Regions from separate parts of the Nomascus leucogenys genome. Here region 1 is linked to region 2. A link is a contact called in public Hi-C data. All regions are on one chromosome and are shown on one strand. The core of a region is the stretch at or near the end of the contact, and the rest is flanking DNA. Distances in the headings are between cores, read along the strand shown. Region 1 overlaps TIMP2 (metalloproteinase inhibitor 2). Region 2 overlaps LGALS3BP (galectin-3-binding protein).

The links. A called contact is a pair of places that touch in the nucleus more often than the background predicts.
Region 1: a Hi-C map of a lymphoblastoid cell line shows a contact between it and region 2, with 5 times the contacts expected there. The contact joins two enhancer-like sites. A contact is called at or near these places in 3 of 4 Hi-C or Micro-C datasets (a lymphoblastoid cell line and an unstated tissue).

Annotation. Positions count from the first base shown.
Region 1 is chr14:87,842,485-87,849,756 of Asia_NLE_v1, forward strand. TIMP2 (metalloproteinase inhibitor 2) reads left to right here. Exons shown (of 5, transcript XM_003278431.3): 4 at 2,238-2,362; 5 at 3,972-6,842. The coding sequence ends at 4,169. Among named protein-coding and RNA genes, the nearest start is that of USP36, 15 kb to the right of the region's middle. Within about 2 kb of position 3,292, the one cell type or tissue checked has an H3K27ac peak away from gene starts, as active enhancers do. A contact at or near this core is called in a lymphoblastoid cell line, where this site is marked.
Region 2 is chr14:87,729,889-87,737,234 of Asia_NLE_v1, forward strand. LGALS3BP (galectin-3-binding protein) reads left to right here. Exons shown (of 6, transcript XM_030828289.1): 6 at 1-184. Among named protein-coding and RNA genes, the nearest start is that of LGALS3BP, 12 kb to the left of the region's middle. Within about 2 kb of position 4,578, the one cell type or tissue checked has an H3K27ac peak away from gene starts, as active enhancers do. A contact at or near this core is called in a lymphoblastoid cell line, where this site is marked.

The DNA.
Region 1 (7,272 bases), core at 2,042-4,541, 110 kb after region 2:
GCCTCATCCTCCCGAGTAGCTGGGATTACAGGTACCCATGACCATGCCCAGCTAATTTTTGTATGTGTAGTAGAGACGGGGTTTCACCATGTTGGCCAGACTGATTGCAAACTGCTGACCTCGAGTGATGTCCCTACGTCAGCCTCCCAAAGTGCTGAGATTACAGCCGTGAGCCACCGTGCCCTGCCTGAAAGATTAGTTTTTATTTTATTTATTTTTTATTATTTTCTTTTTTGAGATGGAGTCTCGCTCTGTCGCCCAGGCTGGAGTGCAGTTTGCAATCTCGGCTCACTGCAACCTCCACCCCCCCGCCCGGGTTCAAGCGATCCTCCCGCCTCAGTCTCCTGAGTAGCTGGGATTACAGGCATGCATCACCACGCCTGGCTATTTCTTTTTGTATTTTTAGTAGAGACGGGGTTTCACCATGTTGGCCAGGCTGGTCTCGAACTCCTGACCTCAAGTGATCCGCCCACATCAGCCTCCCAAAGTGCTAGGATTACAGGCACAAGCCACCACACCTGGCCTGAGGGATGAGTTTTTAAATGATTTCCATAGCTGTGACTAGGTTCTGTGAGCCACTGGAACACACTCCTTTGTTCTTTTCCTCCTACTTGGAAAACGCCAAGGCTGTTGCCAATGTAGTATCTTCAGCAAAGGAAGGAGGCAGCTGAGTCGGGAGCCCGAAGTGCAGAAAGAAGCCACAGATCATCACGCCTGATGAAGGGAATTCAGAGCAGATTCCTAATTTTCAAAAATTCCATGCTTTGGCTCTTCATAATGGAAAAATGCAGAATTATAAGTTTAAACTCAAATGGGAGAAACAACTGTGAATTAATATTTTGTGAAAAACAAAACAGGAAACAATACAATCTACATACTGCATGACATTTTGTGCGTGAAGATGCACATAGAAGAGAATATTGGCCGGGCGCAGTGGCTCACACCTGTAATCCCAGCATTTTGGGAAGTCAAGGTGGCAGGATCACTTGAGCTCAGTTCAAGACCAGCGTGGGCAACATGGTGAAACATCGTCTCTATCCTTTTTTTAGAATAAAATTTAATTTAAAAGAATATTGGGGCCAGGCGTGGTGGCTCAGGCCTATAATCCTAACACTTTGGGAGGCCAAGGTGGAGGTATTACTTGAGCGCAGAAGTTTAAGACCAGCCTGAGTAACATAGCAAGACCCCATTTCTACAAAAAAAATATAAAAAATTAGCAGGGTGTGGTGGTTCACACCTATAGTCCCAGCTATTCAGGAGACTGAGACGGGAGGATCACTTGAGCTTGGGAGGTCAAGGCTGCAGTGAGCTATGATCATACCATTGTACTCTGGCCTGAGCAACAGAGCAAGACTGTCTCAAAACCAATAGTGGAATATTGGAAGGAAATACATCAAAATATTAGCTGTGGGTAAAGTAGGGAAGATTTTTCTTTTCTTTTTCTTTTTTTTTTTTTTTTTTTTTTTTAGATGGAGTCTCACTCTGTCGCCCAGGCTGGAGTGCAGTGGCATGATCTCGGCTCACTGCAACCTCTGCCTCCCGGGTTCACGCCATTCTGCCTCAGCCTCCCGAGTAGCTGGGACTACAGGCACCCACCACCATGCCCGGCTAATTTTTTGTATTTTTAGTAGAGACGGGGTTTCACCGTGTTAACCAGGATGGTGTCCATCTCCTGACCTCGTGATCCACCCGCCTCAGCCTCCCAAAGTGCTGGGATTACAGGCGTGAGCCGCCGCGCCCGGCCGGGAAGTTTTTTCTTGTCTATCAGTGAACATGCATTATGGCTTTTTTTTTTCCCACTTTTTATTTTTTTGAGACGGACTCTCGCTGTGTCACCCAGGCTGGAGTTCAGTGGCGCGATCTCGGCTCACTGCAACTTCCGCCTCTGGGGTTCAAGAGCGATTCTCCTGCCTCAGCCTCCCAAGTAGCTGGGATTACCGGCGTGTGCCACCACACCCGGCTAATTTTTTGTGTTTTAGTAGAGAGGGGGTTTCATCACATTGGCCAGGCTGGTCTTGAACTCCTGGCCTCAAGAGATCCACCCGCCTCAGCCTCCCAAAGTGCTGGGATTACAGGAGTGAGCCACCGCGCCTGGCCACCCATTATGTTAAACTCAGAATAGACAATGCACAGGATTGTTAAAACGAAATCCCAGTGCCCCTGCGCCGGGTGGAGGAGTTGGGCAGGAGGAGGACTTGTCCCTCTCCCTGAGCTTGGTGATCCCCATCTTTCCGCAGGAAAGGCCGAGGGGGATGGCAAGATGCACATCACCCTCTGTGACTTCATCGTGCCCTGGGACACCCTGAGCACCACCCAGAAGAAGAGCCTGAACCACAGGTACCAGATGGGCTGCGAGTGCAAGGTAAGCAGGTCCCGTGTCTGCTGGAGCATTGCCTCCTCCGACCGTCTCCAGATGGACAGCAGGGGTTTTGATCCTTGGCTTTCCAGGGCCTGTTAATCCCCGGCTCCTGATTTAAGACCAGGCTCTGGGAAGGTAGAGTCATCCCAAGAGTAAGGCTGTCTGGCTGGGGACAGAGCCCCTGGTCCCTGGAGAGCCCTGAGGCACCCCTCTGTCAAGGGATGTCTGGAGGCCGGGCGCTGCAGGTCACTTGAGGTCGGGAGTTGGAAATCAGCCTCACCAACATGGCGAAACCCTGCCTCTACAAAAATACAAAAATTAGCCGGGTAAGGTGGCGCACGCCTGTGATCCCAGCAACTTGGGAGGATGAGGCTTAAGAATTGCTTGAATGTGGGAGGTCGAGGTTGCAGTGAGTTGAGATCACACCACTGCACCCCAGCCTGGGTTGACAGAGTGAGACTCTGTCCCCCCAAAAAAAGAGGGGGATGTCTGGAAGGCTAGAAGATTTGAGAGTAAGAGCATGAATTCAGCTCTGTTACCTGTAGCTTCCAGAAAAAGGAGCTGTATGGGGAGAGAGAATATGGTCCCATGGATAATTTTCTACAAATGTGCAAGTGCAAACGCTTGTGTGGCTTATGAGAAGGCACTGCAGGCCTTACGCTTTTCCCAGCATTCCCGACATTTTCACACCTGGGTCGGTGTCTACGTGGGGTCTGTGTGTTGAGAACACCTGAACACCTGCTCCTCTTACAATGAGCCCGGAGGTTGTGCCAGGCACAGCTGGAGCAGCACAGCGCTTAGATGTGGCTGTGGAAGGTGAGATCGCCGCCTCCAGGGCTCCCAGGCTGGCTCTTACCCTGTGGGCTCCTAGCACCCTATCCCCACCCTCCCCGCAGGAAGCATTGCCGAGTGCTGGGCACCTCCCACCCTGGGTCACTCCCAGTGAGTCTGGGACCAGGACACTCTGGCGAGGCTGTGGGGATTGGCCTTCCCTGGGGAGCTGCCTGGGGCTGCCCTCCCTCCTGACGGCCGCCAGCCCCTTCTCGGCATGTTCAAAACAGGAACTCTGAACTCATAGTCTCCAGCCACACGTATGTTAAGCGAAACTCCTCTGTGGCATGAAATGAAAAGCAAGTTCTTCCTTTTCCTTTCCATGGTGGTGAAGGCGGTCATCCTCTTGTAGCCTAGGGTTCCTTGGCCAAATTGCTAGTTGCCGATGACCTCAGGGCTCAGCTTGTGCAATTCCCAGCCTTTTCACTGGGCTGGAATCTGTCTCCAGGAAACCCAGGCCCTTTTATTATTGTTGCTGTGTCCCCCAGAGGGCAGGGCCAAGCTGAGGCCATTCTCTCCTGCTCAGGAAGGTAGAAGATGGCCCAAAGGGAAGCACACCTGCAGTAGGAGGGGGGGCAGTGGTGGGCGGGGCACAGCTTCCCTGCAGGTAAGACCCCCTCGCGGGCCAGCCCCTGCAGGAGTTGTGGGTCTCGGGAGAGGCTGCCATCCCTGCACACCGCAGGTAGGCACATTGCCAGGTTCTGGACATGCCCTCAGAGCAGCCTCCGCCCACCCCTTCCTGGGTCCCTGACTCCGTCCCCCTCCGTGTGCCCCTCCCCAGATCACACGCTGCCCCATGATCCCGTGCTACATCTCCTCCCCGGACGAGTGCCTCTGGATGGACTGGGTCACAGAGAAGAACATCAACGGGCACCAGGCCAAGTTCTTCGCCTGCATCAAGAGAAGCGACGGCTCCTGTGCGTGGTACCGCGGCGCGGCACCCCCCAAGCAGGAGTTTCTCGACATCGAGGACCCATAAGCAGGCCTACAACACCCCTGTGGCCAACTGCAAAAAAAGCCTCCAAGGGTTTCGACTGGTCCAGCTCTGACATCCCTTCCTGGAAACAGCATGAATAAAACACTCATCCCATGGGTCCACATTAATACGATTCTGCTCCCCCCTTCTCCTTTTAGACATGGTTGTGGGTCTGGAGGGAGATGTGGGTCCAAGGTCCTCATCCCATCCGCCCTCTGCCAGGCACTATGTGTCTGGGGCTTTGATCCTTGGGTGCAGGCAGGGCTGGGACACGCGGCTTCCCTCCCAGTCCCTGCCTTGGCACCGTCACAGATGCCGAGCAGGCAGCACTTAGGGATCTCCCAGCTGGGTTAAGGCAGGGCCTGGAAATGTGCATTTTGCAGAAACTTTTGAGGGTCATTGCAAGACTGTGTAGCAGGCCTACCAGGTCCCTTTCATCTTGAGAGGGGCATGGCCCTTGGTTTCTGCAGCTTCCACGCCTCTGGCCCTAGTGTAGCACTCCCTGCCCCTGGCAAGTGCCCCCATCGCCCCAGTGCCCACCATGAGCTCCCAGCACCTGACTCCCCCCACATCCAGGGGCAGCCTGGAACCAGTGGCTCGTTCTTGAAGGGGCCCCATCAATCCTATTAATCCTCAGAATTCCAGTGGGAACCTCCCTCTGAGCCTTGTAGAAATGGGAGCGAGAAACCCCAGCTGAGCTGCGTTCCAGCCTCGGCTGAGTCTTTTTAGTCTCCTGCACCCCCCGCCCACCTGCTCCCCAGCTTGCAGGGGGAATCGGTGAGGTCCTGTCCTGAGGCTGCTGTCTGGGGCCGGTGGCTGCCCTCAAGGTCCCTTCCTGAGCTGCTGCGGTTGCCATTGCTTCTTGCCTGTTCTGGCATCAGGCACCTGGATTGAGTTGCATGGCTTTGCTTTATCCAGGCTTGTGTGCAGGGCCTGGCTGGGCTCCCCATCTGCACATCCTGAGGACAGAAAGAGCTGGGTCTTCCTGAGCCCTCCCAGGCTTAGTGTTCCCTCCCTCAAAGACTGACAGCCATCGTTCTGCATGGGGCTTTCTGCACGTGACGCCAGCTAAGCGTAGTAAGAAGTCCAGCCTAGGAAGGGAAGGATTTTGGAGGTAGGTGGCTTTGGTGACACACTCACTTCTTTCTGAGCCTCCAGGACACTTTGGCCTGTTTTAAGAGACATCTTATTTTTCTAAAGATGAATTCTCAGATGATAGGTGAACCTGAGTTGCAGATATACCAACTTCTGCTTGTATTTCTTAAATGACAAAGATTGCCTAGCTAAGAAACTTCCTAGGGAACAAGGGAACCTGTGTATTCCCTCAACGTGGTTTCCCGAAGACAGTGATGTGGGGGTTAGGATAGGAAGAACTTTCTCGGTAATGGTGATGTTTCCTCCCACCTGTGTTGTAAAATAAACTGACGATATACAGGCACATTATGTAAACATACACACGCAATGAAACCGAAGCTTGGCGGCCTGGGACTGGTCCTGCAAAATGCTTCCAAAGCCACCTTAGCCTGTTCTATTCAGCGGCAACCCCAAAGCACCTGTTAAGACTCCTGACCCCCGAGTGGCCTGCAGCCCCCATGCCCACCGGGACCTGGTCAGCACAGATCTTGATGACTTCCCTTTCTAGGGCAGACTGGGAGGGTATCCAGGAATCGGCCCCTGCCCCACGGGCATTTTCATGCTGTACAGTGATCTAAAGTTGGTAAGATGTCATAATGGACCAGTCCATGTGATTTCAGTATATACAACTCCACCAGACCCCTCCAACCCATATAACACCCCACCCCCGTTCGCTTCCTGTATGGTGATATCATATGTAACATTTACTCCTGTTTCTGCTGATTGTTTTTTTAATGTTTTGGTTTGTTTTTGACATCAGCTGTAATCATTCCTGTGCTGTGTTTTTTATTACCCTTGGTAGGTGTTAGACTTGCACTTTTTTAAAATAAGGTTTCTGCATCGTGGAAGCATTTGACCCAGAGTGGAACGCGTGGCCTACGCAGGTGGATTCCTTCAGGTCTTTCCTTGGTTCTTTGGGCATCTTTGCTTTCATTCGTCTCCCGTCTTTGGTTCTCCAGTTCAAATTATTACAAAGTAAAGGATCTTTGAGTAGGTTCGGTCTGAAAGGTGTGGCCTTTATATTCGATCCACACACATTGGTCTTTTAACCATGCTGAGCAGAAAACAAAACAGGTTAAGAAGAGCTGGGTGGCAACTGAGAGAGGAAGCCGCTCAAATACCTTCACAGTAAATAATGGCAATATATATATAGTTTAAGAAGGCTCTCCATTTGGCATCGTTTAATTTATATGTTATGTTCTAAGCACAGCTCTCTTCTCCTATTTTCATCCTGCAAGCAACTCAAAATATTTAAAATAAAGTTTACATTGTAGTTATTTTCAAATCTTTGCTTGATAAGCATTATGAAATATTGGACTTGCTGCCGTAATTTAAAGCTCTGTTGATTTTGTTTTCGTTTGGATTTTTGGGGGAGGGGAGCACTGTGTTTATGCTGGAATATGAAGTCTGAGACCTTCCGGTGCTGGAAACACACAAGAGTTGTTGAACGTTGACAAGCAGACTGCGCATGTCTCTGATGCTTTGTATCATTCTCGAGCAATCGCTCGGTCCGTGGACAATAAACAGTATTATCAAAGAGAACATGGGCTCTCTCCGTGTGGCTGTATCCGATGTTCAGAACGGCCACTTCCTAGCTCAAGAATGGCAATCAGCCTCTGCAAGGAGCCTCTCCCGTCCGGTGGGAGGGGGCGCCCTGTGTCCTCCAGAGAAACAAGGCCAGGGAGCTCTGAGTCAAATGTGGGATGCAGACCAGGTGCGGTGGCTCACTTCTGACATCCCAGCATTTTGGGAGGCCGAGGCGGGTAGATTGTTTGTGCCCAGGAGTTCGAGACTAGCCTGGCCAACTGCGCAAAACCCCGTCTCTACAAAAAATAGGCGTGGTGGCATGTGCCTGTGGTCCCAGCTACTCAAAAGGCTGAGATAGGAGGATCACTTGAGCCCTGGAGGCAGAGGATGCAGTGAGCTATAACTGTGCCACTGCATTCTAGCCTGGGCAACAGAGTGAGACCCT
Region 2 (7,346 bases), core at 3,328-5,827:
GCTTCAAGAAATTACTGGAAGGCTTCCACTAGTGTCCACCAGGAGTTCTCCCACCGCCTCACCAGTTTCCAGGTGGTAAGCACCAGGACGCCCTCGAGGTTGCTCTGGGGTCCCCCCACAGCCCCTGGTCAGTCTGCCCTTGTCACTGGTCTGAGGTCATTAAAATTACATTGTGGTTCCTACATTTGTTTGTACAGAAAGTATTGTTGGGTCCATACCGAGTTTAGACATCAGGTGTGCCAGGCTCTGGGGGTCACGTCATGAGGCAGAGTCCCTGTCCTTGTGAAGCTACGGGCTAGCAGGGAAGACAGGGAACAGGAAGCACACCTCCCAGCCCGGAGCAATGACACAGCGGGACACGAGCAGGAGGGTGCGTGCCACCGCATGCGTGCACATGGGTGTGTGATTGCATGTGCATAGGCGTGTGTGTGCTCATGAAAGTCTGGCTGTGACGGGCGCCCTCACCCCTTATCTGGGTGCGTGTGCTTTTTAAATTTTATTTATTTATTTATTTAAAAACAATTTTTAAATTTTATTTATTTATTTTGAGACAGAATCTTGTTCTGTCGCCCAGGCCAGAGCATAGTGGTGCGATCTTGGCTCACTGCAACCTCCACCTCCCGGTTTCAAGCGCTTCTCCCGCCTCAGCCTCCTGAGGGTAGCTGGGACTACAGGCACCCGCCATCATGCCTGGCTAACTTTTGTATTTTTGTAGAGACAGGGTTTCACCATGTGGGCCAGGCTGGTCTTGAACTCTTGACCTCAGGTGATCCGCCCGTCTCGGCCTCCCAAAGTGTGGGATTACAGGCATGAGCCACCGCGCCTGGCGTATAGGTGGGTGTGCTTTTGCGAGCACTACCTCCTGCTCACATCCCACGGGAAGGAGAGGGTGCTGAGGCGGCAAGGTCAGGGCTGCACCTCCGGCGGGGCGATCGGGTCTCTGGAAGACAGGACCAGGCTGGGTCGTGGAGAGCAGCAGACAGCAGACTGTGGAAGCTGGGAGGAAGAAGAACGAACAGCAGGAGTGAGGAACCTTCGCTCTGGAAATCCTGGTCCACAGGGACAGGGGACAGAGATTCTCATGTCAGCCTTGTAAGAGTGAAAAATTGGAAACAGCATCAATACCCACCAACAGGTGCTTGACTACAAATAAAAGACACCTCCCGGCCGGGCGCGGTGGCTCACGCCTGTAATCCCAGCACTTTGGGAGGCCGAGACGGGCGGATCACGAGGTCAGGAGATCAAGACCATCCTGGCTAACATGGTGAAACCCCGTCTCTATTAAAAATATAAAAAATTAGCCGGGCGCGGTGGCGGGCGCCTGTAGTCCCAGCTACTCGAGGAGGCTGAGGCAGGAGAATGGCGTGAACCCGGGAGGCGGAGCTTGCAGTGAGCCGAGGTCGCGCCACTGCACTCCAGCCTGGACGACAGAGCGAGACTCCGTCTCCAAAAAAAAAAGACACCTCCCTTGGGCTGAGTGAGGTGGGGAGAGGTGCGCTGGAAGATCCTGGGAACCACAGAGTCTCAGGGGAGGCTGGGGGACCCACTGGATGCTGGCGGGACATCTGTGACAATGCCACAGCAGGTTCTGGGCACAGAACGTCGCTCACCACCAACAGGAATTCAAAACTGCCCCTGCTTCTCCGTGGCCCGTTGCAGGCACAGAGTCCCCAGGGAGGCACCTGCTGGGCCGAGCTCAGGCTGGCACCTGCCGCCGTGCCACGGTCTGGGAGGACAAGAGTGTGGCCTCTGGAACAGGGGGCAGCACAGGGGCTTCCCTAATGGGAGGGACGTTCAGGTGCTGAACAGCCAAGACAGCGGCAGACGCCCCACCCACCCTCTCCCCACGGGTGCTGCAAGGAACAAAAGCAGGCTCACAAAACCTGCCTTCGAAGGCCGCTGCTCCCTGTACTGGAGGGAGGCCCCTGCTCCCCTGACCCCCCACCTCCAGATCCTGCGTCCAGCCCAGGTCCACCATCCTGGCAGGACATCCCCTCCTCCTCCATATGTTTTTTGTTTGTTTTGAGACAGGGTCTTACTCTGTCACCCAGGCTGGAGCGCAGTGGCTCGATCTTGGCTCACTGCAAACTCTGCCTCCTGGGCTCAAGTGACTCTCCTGCCTCAGCCTCTGGGACTACAAAGTACTTGGGACTATAGATGTGCGCCAGCAGGCGTGGCTAATTTTTTTTTTCTTTTTTTGTATTTTTAGTAGAGTCGGGGTTTTGCCATGTTGCCCAGGCTGGTCTCGAACTCCTGGGCTCAAGCAATTTGCTCGCCTCAGCCTCCCAGAGTTCTGGGATTGCAGGGATGAGCCACTCTGCCTGGCCTATCTCCTCCACCTTTATTTTGATCCTATTGACATTTTAGCAACCGAGGGGCCACATTGCACCATGGACCACCGCCAAGACCACTGTTGGGGACAAACCACAGTGAGATCAGGAAGAAGAAGGAAAAGCGATGTCAGGGTAGAGGCGTGGCAGACAAGGCGAAGACCAGAATCACAGCCTTGATTTCTCAAGTCAGTCCCAAGACCCAGCAGCTCTCTTCTCTCCCGCTCCGTGCTCCCTGGCATCTCAGGGTCAGGGAAGGTAACTGGAGTCTTCCTTCCAGGGAACTCTGAGCCCCGTGGGTCCTGCCTGCAAGGGAGGCTGTAGTCCTGTGGAGCTGGGAGATGCAGGAGTTTGAGAAGTCAGTTGAGTTCTTCTATGCTGCTTGCAGTTTTGAGCGGCAGCCCTGTTCCCCCGGGACAGTCAGGACCGACCATCCCAGCCTCCAAAACGCTCCTCCCTTCTTCACCTGTTCACCCACAGGCGCCGTGGCCCCAGAGGCGAATCCCCACCTTCACTGCCTATTCGAAGGAACGTGGAGATGTCTCGTGGTGGAAACATTCCTCTCTTGGGTGTAAAACCCCCATGTCGGCTGGGTGCGGTGGCTCACACCTGTAATCCCAGCACTTTGGGAGGCCAAGGAGGACAGATCACAAGGTCAAGAGATCGAGACCATCCTGGCCAACATGGTGAAAACCCCCCAATACAAAAATTAGCTGGGCGTGATGACACGCACCTGTAATCCCAGCTAGTCAAGAGGCTGAGGCAGGAGAATTGCTTGGACCCGGGAGGTGGAGGTTGCAGTGAGCCGAGATCACGCCACTGCACTCCAGCCTGGTGACAGAGCAAGACTCCATCTCAAAAACAAACAAACAAACCAGAACCCAGGTTTCAGGGACTAGAAGCAGAACCTTTGCACTAGGTGATGGGTGCCCTGCTCAGGGCCCCATGGCTCACATCTGTGCATTCTGAACAAGGAGAACTGCAGATGGGCTCCTTGAGCTGGTGCGTCCACAGGTGGAGGGCAGCATTTTCTTATCTACAGGGAGGGAGGAAAGGATGATTTAGGGGATCTGGAGGCAGGGACTTCCGAGGCTGTCTCATCTGCCACCCAGCACGTCCGCAAAGCCAGGCTCTTGCATTTTTCCCTTCACTGACCTCCTGAGGCTGAGGTTTCATCCCAGCCTTCCCGTTTCGTGAGCCCTTGAATGTGTGGTAGGTGACACGTGACCATGAGCCCGTGGCCTGACTGCAGCTCCTGAGTCACCTGCATGTCTGTGGGTGGCCAACAGGGCGGGAAACGTGTTGAGTCAGTGAAGGGCTGGTGGCACTGAGGGCCGTATAGGATGGGGGCATTCAGATCTAGAATAAGTGTCGATTCCTGGGGAGCAAGCAGCTGCCTCCTCCGATGGAAGGGGTCAGCTGAAAGCCATGGCCTTCAGGGAGCTGGAGCTCCCCATGGGCATTGAGGTGCTGAGCGAGGGCCCAGGAGCACCAGGTCTGCTCCCATCAGCCTTGGTGACACGGCAGTGGTGAGCCCGTGCAAAGCCTCCCTCCCCACAGGCCACCTCTCAGCAGAGCAGGCCCTGGAGGCTGTAGAGGTGCAGAGTGACATTCTGTGACACCTGTCCCCACACCCCGGGTTAGGCACCCCAGCATGGGACTGCAGTGGGGCCTTTCAGGGGACAGGAGCATCCTCATCTCTGTGGCCATCCCAAGACGCCGGTCCCTGCCCTCTTCCCAAAGCCCACGGCTACTCCTTCTTCCATCCTCCTCCCTCCAGCCCTGGCGTCTCTCATCAAACCCTGAGCTGCTTCCACAGGTCACATGGCCCAGGCCGGCTTCCCTCCATCTACACGGAAACTGAGATTGGCCACTCAGGGTTCTGCCCAAAGCGAGGTCCCCTTTCTGCCAGGCAACAGGCCACTCCCACCTGGAATTAGCCTGCAGTGCAATCTGAAACAGGCTTGCGTTTCTCCCACCTCCCTCACGGGTATTAGGGAATGCCCCATCAGGCCCCAGGGGAGGCCCCAGGTGCCCTGGGTGGAGGGTGGGGTGGCCTTGGCACAGATGCAAATCACCCATGTCTCCAGGGACTGCCCACGTTCCTGAGGGCCACATCCACCTGTGTCCTTCCAGCTCATGGAGGGCAGCTCATGACCCATGCTCGAATGTTTGGGCCAAAGCTGGTTGTGCTGGAAGGAGTGAATCTCCCTGCCAAAGAGGGCCCTGCTCAGCTCCAAACCGCTGGATGCTCCTGGGTGGTCCTCCCAGCGGGCCTGCCGCAGGCCCCTCACGCCCATCAGCATAGCTTCTTGCATCTCAAGCCCCACATCCTGGCCTAGCGGATCTTAAGGTCACGGGCAAGGCAGCTGCACCAGCAGTCGGTGGCCTCATGCTCTGACACCAGACTTGGGTCTCTAGTAAAGAGGCAGGAGCCACTCCCCAAGTAAGGCATGTGTCCCCTCAAAAAGTCCACAGAGATCTAGCCAAGATTGGGGCCATTTCTAAGGGACGAAGGGGCGCACACATAGGGCACCCACCGGGGTTCACTTTGGTCCAGTGTGACGACTGTAGCATGATGAGTTGGCAGGAAGCAGACAGAATAAGACAGCAGGTGTACTCCTGAGGCAGGACACGTGTGTGTGCACGCATGTGTGTGTGTGGACGCAGGAGAGTGAGACAGACCAAGATAGGGAGAGGGGGAGGGAGCTGCCGTCAGCAACTGCTGCATCCACGTGCAGGGTGTGCTCATTTACCCCAATCAGCCACATCTGAAACAGTGGCAGCGCCGTCGTCATCTGGCGTAACTCACGAGAAGCTACTCACCAAGTCCTCAGGACAGCCGCCGAATCCCTGCCCTGGATCCAGCTCAGTCACCGGGTTAATGGCCAAGAGCCTCTTTGGGGAAGGCCAGGAAGCAGATTCTTGGTACTGTAAGTCCTTGTCATTTTATTACAGGGTCCTTTCTGTAAGAGATTTGACCACCCTTCCTTCCAAGGGGCTCTGGGTGATCCAGGAAATGGGCGAGATGCTAGGACTCTATCATGATGGCGCAAGGTGCCTCTGTTCACCAGATCTGGAGCTTTTCTTTCTTTCTTTCTTTCTTTCTTTCTTTTTTTTTTTTTTTTTGTGACAGAGTCTCACTGTCTCCCAGGCTGGAGTGCAGTGGTACAGTCTCGGCTCACTGGAACCTCCACCTCCTGGATTCAAGCGACTCTCCTGCCTCAGCTTCCCGAGTAGCTGGGACTACCGGCACGCACCACCACGCCCGGCTAATTTTTTGTATTTTTAGTAGAGATGGTGTTTCACCGTGTTGACCAGGCTGGTTTTGAACTCCCGACCTCAGGTGATCTGCCCGCCTCAGCCTCCCAGAGTGTTTGGGATTACAGGCGTGAGCCACCACGCCCATCCCGGATCTTGAGCTTTTCTAACGCTACAGATCATGTGAGCTGTAGCAAGCTGCCTGCCTGTTTTGGTCCTGTGCACCTCCTCCTTATGGCCATCAGGAAGCATTTCAATCGCAGCATCTCCAGAGGGCCTCTCTGACCTACACAGAGCAGCCGCAGGGAATTTTCTAGGAGACTGGTTCCTCCTTCCCTGCACATTTCCCTGGGCAGGCTTTGGGGGAGGAGGGCTTCCTGGGTCTGTCCAGAGTCGAGGCCAGCAATTGACTGCACATGGCACACACTCCAGGGCTCCTGGCTCCTCGGTGCCTTGGATTCTTTTCTCTACAACACACTGAGGAATTCACAGGCCATCCGTGACTCCAGTTTTCAGTCAAGCAATTGAGAAGATAATTAGCACTGCTCCCAGCTGCTCAAGCTAGTGCACAAAGCCAGAATCTCTCATGCATGCACCTGTACTAGGTATTTTTAGCTTCAGCTTCCTATCATGAAAGCCCAACATAGCAGGGACTCTGTATGACATTTTTCTTTAGTTTCTGACACATAAAAGGGAGAAGGCACCCTTTCTGGAGGTAGACTTCTTCCATCTGTACACCACTATTGTATGCCTGCCACCCTCAAGGCTACCCTCATGATCTACAATGGCTGCTGAGATTCCAGCCATCACTTCTGCCTTTCAGGCAGCAAGAAGAAGGTAGCAGAAAAGGACAAAACTTTTCCCATCGTCTTTCCCGAGACTGAGCTCCTCTTTATTTTTATTTTTTTGAGACAGTGTCTCACTCTGTCACCCAGGCTGGAGTGCAATGGCGTGATCATAGTTCACTGCTGCCTTGACCTCCTGGGCTCAAGCGATCCTCCCACCTCAGCCTCCTGAGTAGCTGGGACCACAGGTATATGCCACCATGCCCAGCTAATTTTTGAGTTTTTCTAGAGATGGGGTCTTGCTATTTTGCCCAGGCTGATCTCAAATGCCTCAGCTCAAGCAATCCTCCCGCATGGGCCTCCCAAAGTGCTGGGTTTACAGGTGTGAGCCATGGCACCCTGCCTGCCAGTGAGATTTTTAAAAACCATTTTATTGGTATATTACACACACACATGTGGGAAGTGTAGAGCTTGGTTAATTGTTGTGTTACATGTAAACACTGCTGGCACCACCCCTCGGATAGAGATACCGAAACTTTCCCTCACCCCAGCAGGTTCTGTAGGTCAGAACCTCCACCATGTAACCACTAAATCTGATTTCTGTCCACACAGAGTAGTTGTTCCTGCTCTTGAAGTTCATGTAAATGGAATCGTACCTAAGTACCCAATCCCTAGTGTGGTGTCAGCCTTTTTGTCTTCCATACAATGCCTATGAGATTCACGCACGTTGTTCTTTGTAGCTGAAGTGAACCCCGTTACGTGACTATGCCACAGGTTATCAACCCAGTCTACAGGGGATGGGCATTTGGGTTGTTTTCAGAGGGTGGTTTTTGTTGTCGTTGTTGTTGTTGTTATTTTGAGTAAAGCTCCTATGAACTTTTTTTTTTTTTTTGAGACAGAATTTTGCTCTTGTTTCCCAGGCTGGAGTGCAGTGGCAGGATCTTGCCTCACAGCAACCTCTGCCTCCTGG